Linked DNA regions of Hordeum vulgare: all the other regions are linked to region 1. A link is a contact called in public Hi-C data. All regions are on one chromosome and are shown on one strand. The core of a region is the stretch at or near the end of the contact, and the rest is flanking DNA. Distances in the headings are between cores, read along the strand shown. Region 1 holds the start of LOC123396352 (RNA polymerase II subunit A C-terminal domain phosphatase SSU72). Region 2 holds the start of LOC123396914 (ethylene-responsive transcription factor ERF110-like). Region 3 holds the start of LOC123395778 (5-formyltetrahydrofolate cyclo-ligase-like protein COG0212).

The links. Hi-C and Micro-C count contacts between places; a contact is called where the count stands out from the background.
Region 2: a Hi-C map of leaf shows a contact between it and region 1, with 3 times the contacts expected there. The contact joins the promoter of LOC123396914 here to the promoter of LOC123396352 in region 1. A contact is called at or near these places in 4 of 6 Hi-C or Micro-C datasets (leaf and seedling) and 1 of 1 datasets of contacts at active chromatin or transcription factors (embryo).
Region 3: a Hi-C map of leaf shows a contact between it and region 1, with 3 times the contacts expected there. The contact joins the promoter of LOC123395778 here to the promoter of LOC123396352 in region 1. A contact is called at or near these places in 5 of 6 Hi-C or Micro-C datasets (leaf, seedling and an unstated tissue) and 1 of 1 datasets of contacts at active chromatin or transcription factors (embryo).

What each region holds. Positions count from the first base shown.
Region 1 is chr5H:235,491,651-235,494,350 of MorexV3_pseudomolecules_assembly, reverse strand. LOC123396352 (RNA polymerase II subunit A C-terminal domain phosphatase SSU72) reads right to left here and starts at 1,318. Exons shown (of 4, transcript XM_045091304.1): 1 at 1,016-1,318; 2 at 1-12. The coding sequence starts at 1,242.
Region 2 is chr5H:236,121,776-236,124,475 of MorexV3_pseudomolecules_assembly, reverse strand. LOC123396914 (ethylene-responsive transcription factor ERF110-like) reads right to left here and starts at 1,405. Exons shown (of 2, transcript XM_045091680.1): 1 at 962-1,405; 2 at 1-214. The coding sequence starts at 1,313.
Region 3 is chr5H:236,310,549-236,313,248 of MorexV3_pseudomolecules_assembly, reverse strand. It overlaps LOC123395778 (5-formyltetrahydrofolate cyclo-ligase-like protein COG0212), which reads left to right and starts at 1,401. Exons shown (of 7, transcript XM_045090808.1): 1 at 1,401-1,846. The coding sequence starts at 1,484.

The DNA of each region.
Region 1 (2,700 bases), core at 69-2,568:
TTCCTCTTGTACCTGGATGCGTCACCGCAAATCCATACTCAGCACAAGAATGCATTGACGAAGTGCTAGGGGAATCCACAGATAAAAATAGAGCCTTGCTACAGGTACGACTAAAATCATCCGATTCCTGTACGACATAGGATAACCACCGTTGATTGCTAATTGATGCAACACCGTCAGCGCACATCGTCTCATCGTACGTGATTCTATTGTACGCGAAGTAATTTCGATAAAAATATCCGGAGTTCAGTTATCTCAGTGTTCCAGGTAAACACACAGAACAAAAAACAGACCTACACTCAATAAAATTACAGCGAATGAATTCCTTCAGCTGATCAACCACCATGCCAATACAAGAAAGGTCAGTCCCGTCTTCATCCAAGGCCTCCTTCAGCAAAAGAGCATCCGTCTCCAGATACACTCGTCCCATTCCCATCTCAGACGCTATCTGAAGCCCAGCCACCGCTGCAAGATCTTGTCCTAGAATTTGCAATCAGGTTGCTGATGCTCTTGCTGCACGAGGTGTACTGATAGCTGGAGAGCCTGCTAGTGTAATTAACGGACTCGATCCGTATGTATCCGGTTTAGTGGCGAGCGATTTGGCTTCGCTCACTGTTTAATGCAATGCACTGATTCTAAAAAAAAAAGGTAAACACACAGAAAGCGAACTACGGCATCCCCCCTCGAATCATTAACGATTACATGCCTCTCAATCAGAGCTGCACAAGAATCGACAGGCGCTTCAAACAAAATCGGGGGAGCTAAATCTAATAGTGAGAAAAGGGGATACAATGGGTAGGAACTAGGAAGGAACCCCAGATATCGCACAAAAATTGCACGATTTATCTACGTTTCCTCCAAATCATCATAAATTTTCTTATAAACCATATCCAAAAACTTCGAACGGCCAGGTCGTAACAGCCTCCCGTTTCTTCCAAATAAAACCCAAGAGCAGCCTCTCCGAGCACAAGATCACCAAAACAAGGAAGAGGGGAGAGATTAGAATAGTACGGACAGGTCGGGGTCCTTGCGGCGGAGGTCGTCGTAGATGCCTCCGTAAGGGGTGCCGAAGTCGTAGACGTTGGGCTCGTGCATCGACGGGCCTGGGAGCTTCACCTGGGAGCCGGTGCCGTAGGACTCGACGTCTAGCGCCGCGCGGCCCAGCACCGCGTGCGCCTCCATGCTTCGGTTCATGTTCGACGAGCAGACCATCGCGAACCTCCACCTCCTCGGCGCCGTCATCCTTGCTCCTCGCCGCCGGCAGGGTAGGGTCGGGGCTCTATCCGACAGAGCTCTTAGACGACGTGTGCGCGTTTGCGCTTCGAGATTTGGGCCCAGCTCTAAAAGAAGTGGGCCTTGGACCTATCCAACGGACACGAAACTTTCTTGAACTGGGCTGGGCTGGCCCAGTTCAGCCATTTTCACCTTGATTAATGATGGTATATTGGTTATGTCGTGAAGAAATACGAAATCACTAATTGAGATATAAATTGAAAATTATTCCCACTTTCATCATTGTTCAAGAAAACGAATAGCGCTGCTGCTGATAGCTTAGCTAATTTTGTAATTGATTTTAAGACAGTTGTCTAGGGATTCTTCATCTTTTTTGGCTATCCATTATACCGAGCTTAATATAGAAACGCTATGAAAGCTTTTTTTCTAAAAAGAAAAATCCTGCTTTCTCATGTTGTGATAAGTGACGCATCACTTGTCACAACCTTAATAAAGTTTATTTGAAACATTTTATCTTTTAAATAATACAACTGTCGCGTCGCTTTTCTTAGGCGACACTCGTTGCGTCGTCGTTCCCCCCGCCTAACCCCTCTCCTTCCGTCTTTCCCTACCGCGGTCGTCGAAGGACACTGGCGTCGATGATGGGCCCCTGCTTATGGCTGTTCTTTATGGGATCTCAACGACATCAAGATTGGATCTTGAGGACACAATGTGATTGAATTGATCCTACACGTGCATGAGTTGCTAGGCATCAAATCAATCAAGTTGCATGTGTGCTTGATTGATGACTGGCTTTGCCATCAATACAGAAACGCCATGGTTCTCGGCTCGTCATCGCTCCCACGACGGTCGTATGTGGGGGACGTGCTCCCTCCTGTTCCTTCCGGACGGGAGCGGACCCCCGTGACGTCGTGTGCTGAGCGGACCAGTACGGCACCCCTCGTGATCGAGCCGGGATCGGCGGCGGCCGTGAGCCCGACACGGTCTCCCCGCACACTCTCATCGCCTCGCTGCTCCTTCCGCATCAGTTGCTTCCTCCCGTCGGTCCGCAACGCCCCCTCTAGGCTACGGACACGCTCCTCGGGGGCTTGGAGTTGCCAGCTCCTGTCTCCATCCTGGGTCCAAGGTCAGTTAAGTCAGTGTCGACGAGGAAGAAGCGTCAACTGCCGCCCGTGTTTACTCCTAGGCGCAGCGAACGCCTGTGCAAGATCGGCTCTGGGACGCGTTTGGGGATGGTGGAGCATGCGCAGACTGTGCTACTACGCAAAATGGGGGTCATTCAGCTGGAAGAGCGAGTTTTAGAGCAGGCACTGGCTGAGTATTTCAAGCTATTTGACAAGCCTCTCGTCCCCCATCATATCAAGGCCGTCACGGCGTTGTTTGTGCAAGGGGAGGACATGTTTTGTGAGCTGGCCTAGGTTGGCCATGGCGCTCTATTGCTGCCAGATCAGGTGGAGTCGTGCGGGC
Region 2 (2,700 bases), core at 156-2,655, 630 kb before region 1:
GCCTCGGCGTCGTCGAAGGTCCCGAGCCACACGCGCGCCGCCTTGTGCGGGTCACGGATCTCCGCCGCCCACTTTCCCCACGGCCGCTGCCGCACGCCCCTGTACCGCTTCCTCGGCGTGCCCCCTCCGCCACCGGACTCGGCGGAGGACGGCGATGGAAGCTCCTCGTCGCCGGCTGCCGCTCCGTACGCCGAGTAGGATGCCGCGGGCGTTGCTGTGGACTCAAATAAACACAGGAGATAATTAAGGGAAACGATGTCATGACAATTCACTAAGAAATGACTGTATTTGCATCAAACAAAACAACGACTCCTCCCACTGTATTTTTCTACAGTATGTTGCTCTGCTTTCCTGCCCACTTGCTCTGTTTTACTGCAAGATGTGAAACTATTTTTTTTTTGTTTGACGAAATGAATCAGCGTACAGTAAGTTTTTTTTTTTAACACGAATCAGCCTAGGTTTGGCAATGTACTAGTATGAATGGAACAGTGGGAAAACGATAATGCGGATTTCCTTTCATACTTTTGGCGGCTCCTAAGATTTCAAACCCTTGTTAATTGGACATATCGAGCACATGGAAGAAGAAGAAGACCAACATGCTTATTGCTTCTTCTTCCTTCTGCCCTGTTGTAGGTGGCGAGGAACACGTGTCTGACGCTGCACGCATGCTCGTACGCACATCTACACAATCATCCATGATAGCACTAGTTTACAAATCTTAATTTGATTCTCTCTCCCTCGAGTTTCCAAATACAAAAATGATCTACGTTGTACGGAGTACGCATAACATGGGGTCGCTGAGCTGAGCTGAGCTCCCAAATACGTAGAAAAATGATCTAGTCGTTCCATCGTTAATTTGTTCAGGGCCAATAATAATACCATATTATTACGTGTCGTTTTATGCGTGTTGCACGGTGCTTATGCATGGAGATGCATGGTCGTTGTCAAGCGTACTACGTACCGGCAAGGAAGGAAGAGGCCGACCGCGCTCCGCCGTCTCCGTCTCCGTCTCCGTACGACGTCGACCACCACGCCTCCTCCGTGAAGGCCTCATGCTCGGCGGGTCTCTTGGCCGAAGACGCCATCGCCATACCACCCTCGTTGCCGCCGCCGCGGCCGCCGGCCACGACCTGAGCTAGCGCTGACACCATGGCCGACATCTCCTGCGCCTGCCTGCGCCGCCACATCGTCGTCGTATTAGCCGTCGGCGGGGACAGTGCGTGCTCCTCCCGTCCGTCTCCTCCGTCGTCGTCGCCAGCGGCGAGCCGCCGCCGGTGCTCTCCAGGGTCCGCCACCTCGGCGCCGCAGCACATCAACTCACCGACTCTGGCCCACACAACAAATGCCTAGCGTGGTTTGGCTTAGCTACGTGACACGCGACCTTTTCACAAAATGCTTCGAACTCCTGGGCGACGGACAACTATATATATACAGAGAGAGGGGAAGGTTCAGGTGTACGTGCTGGTTTGGCTAACTTACGCAGGAAGATATGCTCGCTTCGTTCGTGAATGCGTGTGTTAAATTAACTAAGCTAGATATTGTCATCGTGGATATAGAATTAGTTCTCCATCGGAACAGTGATCTACATCGATCTACCCACGATCCCACATACAACGCCTTTGTACCATATATAAAGCCATTACCGTTGCCTATCTCATCTAGGGGCCAGTGTATGTGGCACGTGTGTGTTCATGGGCGTTTGCAAATTCTGTTCCTACTTTCGCTGCCATGTCTCTTTTCTTATTGTGTCGGCAGCTTTTCTGCGTACACACGGATCACTTAATTTACTCGCTTCATCTCGGAACAAAGTTGCTTCTTGAACAACGGAAATTGCATTTGAAGCTCGGTCTTCATAGAGGCCTTTAGATTTAAAATCATATTTCATAAAAATATATATTTATACATTTTAAAAATTTAAAAGAAAATACAGAGACAAGTGAGGGCGTAACGGTAGTAATTAACCTAGTTGTAGTCTAAACGTACACGTGTGTTCTAATTTGGTTAATATTGCAAACCGAGTAGGATTAGTAGTAGTATTGCAAGCCGAGTCGGTTTGCAGTAGACCTAGTTTAACAATATATATACGTATACCCCTGTATAGTTTTTGTATCAGATCAAAAGAGAAAAAGAAAAGCGAGGAGCGACACGCCCCTCTAGCTATCAAAACAAAATCCATCGATCAGTTTCTAGTTAGCTAATTTACGTCGAAGGCAGGGCTGTTCCGTCGAGATCGATTCGATCCGATCGTAGCCAGCCGAAGCAAAGGACGCACGTCAACACTAGCTACCCAATCCATCCAGCTGCCTGGCTGTGTGCTAGCAAGCTTAGCACATACACGATACATTTGATCTAATCTAACGATCAAAAGCCAACAATTGGTATCTAGAGCCTCGACGATCTACGATCTACGATGACGGACAGCGACGCTGAGTCGGTCAAGTCCGGCAGCGGCGGTGCCAAGGCGAACAAGAACGACGACAAGGTGAAGAAGGGCGTCAAGTCAGCAACCAGTGGTGGAGGAACGAGCGGCGCCAACGTCCAGGCGCATCGCAACATCCCCATCCAGTACCCGATGCTCACCGACGCCAACTACGGCATGTGGGCGGTGAAGATGAAGATTATTCTTCGATCCCGTCGAGTGTGGGAAGCCATCACGGACGACGACGTCGACGAGGAGTGCGACGAAGGTGCCATGGCCGC
Region 3 (2,700 bases), core at 152-2,651, 820 kb before region 1:
CGGGCGGCTATGGGAGAGAGAGCAACGTGGAGGGGAGAGCTGCGGGTGAGAGAGAGAGAGAGGACACGTGAGTAGGTGGCGTGCTTAGAGGCAATGGGTAGGACACAAGCAAACAAGAGGTGGTGCGCGTGCTCAAGCGCGACGACCATGCGCCCAGTCCTACTGCCCCATGGAGGAAGACGACATGGGAGGCGCTGGGGGGCTGGGCCGCCACCTTGGCCGGGTGAGTCCTTTTCTCTCTCTGTTTTTCTTTTTCTTTTTCTTTTTCTATTTTCTGCAATTGTTTTTGATCAGATTGAAACACCAAATCAGTTTCTAAAATTCTAAGAATTTATATGCATGTTAGATGGATATAATCAAAGCTACACACTAAGTTTCAGAGTTATTGAAAATGTATTTCTTTTATAATAGAAATAAAGCCAATTCAAATACAATATGATTTAAATTCAACTGCCTAAAATATATTTTTAAAAATATTCTTAAATATTCGTTTGATATATAGTTCTTGCCAAAATTCTCAAAACCATTTGAAAGGCACTTTGGAAACGTTGAATGCAGTTTTATGGGGCTCTTTGCCCTTCTTTTAAAAAAAATTGAGGCCTCTAAAGATTCATGAATTCAATTTTGTAGAAGTCAACATGATGCAGGATCCTCACAAATACAACTAATTACAAGCATTATGTTAGGACTGTGGGATTGTCCACAAACGAATGCTGGATACAATATGATTTGAATTCAACTGCTAAAATATATTTTTAAAAATATTTTTAAATTTTTGGTTTGATATATAGTTCTTGCCAAAATTCTCAGAACCATTTGAAAGGCACTTTGTAAACGTTGAATGCAGTTTTTTGGGGCTCTTTGCCCTTCTTTTTTTAAAAAATTGAGGCCTCTAAAGATTCCTCAATTCAATTTTGTAGAATTCAACATGATGCTTGATCCTCACGAATACAACTAATTACAAGCATTATATTAGTACTATGGCAGTGTCCACAAACGAATGCAGGATACAATATGATTTAAATTCAACTGCATAAAATATATATTTTAATTGTTTTAAATTTTGGTTCGATAAATAGTTTTTGTTAAAATTCTCAGAATTATTTGAAAGGCATTCTGGAAACGTTGAATGCAGTTTTTTGGGGGCTCTTTGTCCTTTTTACATTTTGTCGAGGCTTCTAAAGATTCCTCAGTTCAATTTTCTACTAGAATTCAACACGATGCATGATCCTCACTAATACAACAATTTTTTTTTGAGACAACACTAATACAAGTAATTACAAGCATTACATTAGGACTGTTGCCGTTGAAGATGCCCTCGTAGGCTCGATGTAGTTAGTGGAGATGGCCCACGGCTCGTTCATCTGTTTCGCTGCGAGAGCGGTATGGGCGCGCATGCCAGCAGCACAACGAGAGTCCCAAGTGCACGTGTGCACGTGCTAACCATCCACAAGCACACACGCGAGTGGTGGTAGCGGAAGCCATGCCTCCCCTACTCCTCCCGGCCTCGCCGTCGTTATCGCTACACTCCGCCGCTGCCGCTGTCGCTGCGTCGTCCTCCCGCCGCGCCAGGGTCGCTGTGGCGTCCAGGAGCTCGTCGTCGTCGTCGTCGTCCTTGGACGAGTCCGCCTTCGAGGCCGAGCGGCTCCGCCTGGACGCCGACGCGCGGGCCTCGATGGCGACCACCGCCGCGGGGGCGCAGGCGGTGGCGGACCCGAGGGCGTGGAAGTGGAAGATACGAAAGCGGGTGTGGGACGTGCTGGAGGCCGAGGGCGTCGCGCGCAACCCCCGCCCCGTCCACCACCGCATCCCCAACTTCGATGGCGCCGCCGCCGCTGCCGATTCGGTTCGCTCTCTCCCTGTCTCCCTTTCGCTTCCCTCCACGGAGCCCCCCACCACGAAAACTAGCAGTCTATTGTTGTTGCTGTTACCAGCCGCGCATACGTCACATTACACAATTGGGGAGTGTTGTCTCTGTAAACCTGCGCCTGTTTAGTCGTCAGTTTAGTTTTCAGTTAGAGCAAATAAAACGGCTGCTGCACGAGCTTGTTTGTGCACTGGCCGATCCGTTGCTTTCGCTAGGTTAGTTAGCTGATAGTTAGCTGGTTTGCTAAGTTAGTTAGACAGGCCGCCGTGCGTGCATCGTGGGATGGCACGAGTTCATGCGAGCATGGCGGCATCGTGGGAGGTGGCGAGCGGGCGTGGGATGGCATGCCGTGAAGCTCGGATCACTACCCTGTTTTCCCTGTAATCAATAGCATAAATAACGAAGAAGAAACTTGCTGCCGCTGGCTGACAATTGGCATCAGAGCTAGCGTTCGCGCGGTTCCTGGAGCGCCATGGCCCGCAGCAACAAGGATGGAGAGGCAGTGGAGAAGGGGGAAGGGGGGGGGGGGGGCAAGTCGCCAACGAGGTCGCCGTCACGGACGCCGTCGACGCCACCGCGCAGAAGGAGCGTGATTCGGAGGGGCGGCAACGAGGTCGTCGTCCACGAGCGCGTGATCCGCGATGCCGGCGCAAGCTCCTACGTCGTCTACCCCACACTGACGTCAACCAACTACATCGAGTGGGCGCAGGTGATGAAAATCAACCTGCGCGCAGAGGGTCTCTGGGAGGCCATGTCCGGCATGGGAGAGCCGGGGGATCGCGAGGACATGGCGGCGCTGTCGGCACTAATCCGAGCAGTGCCACCGGAGCTGG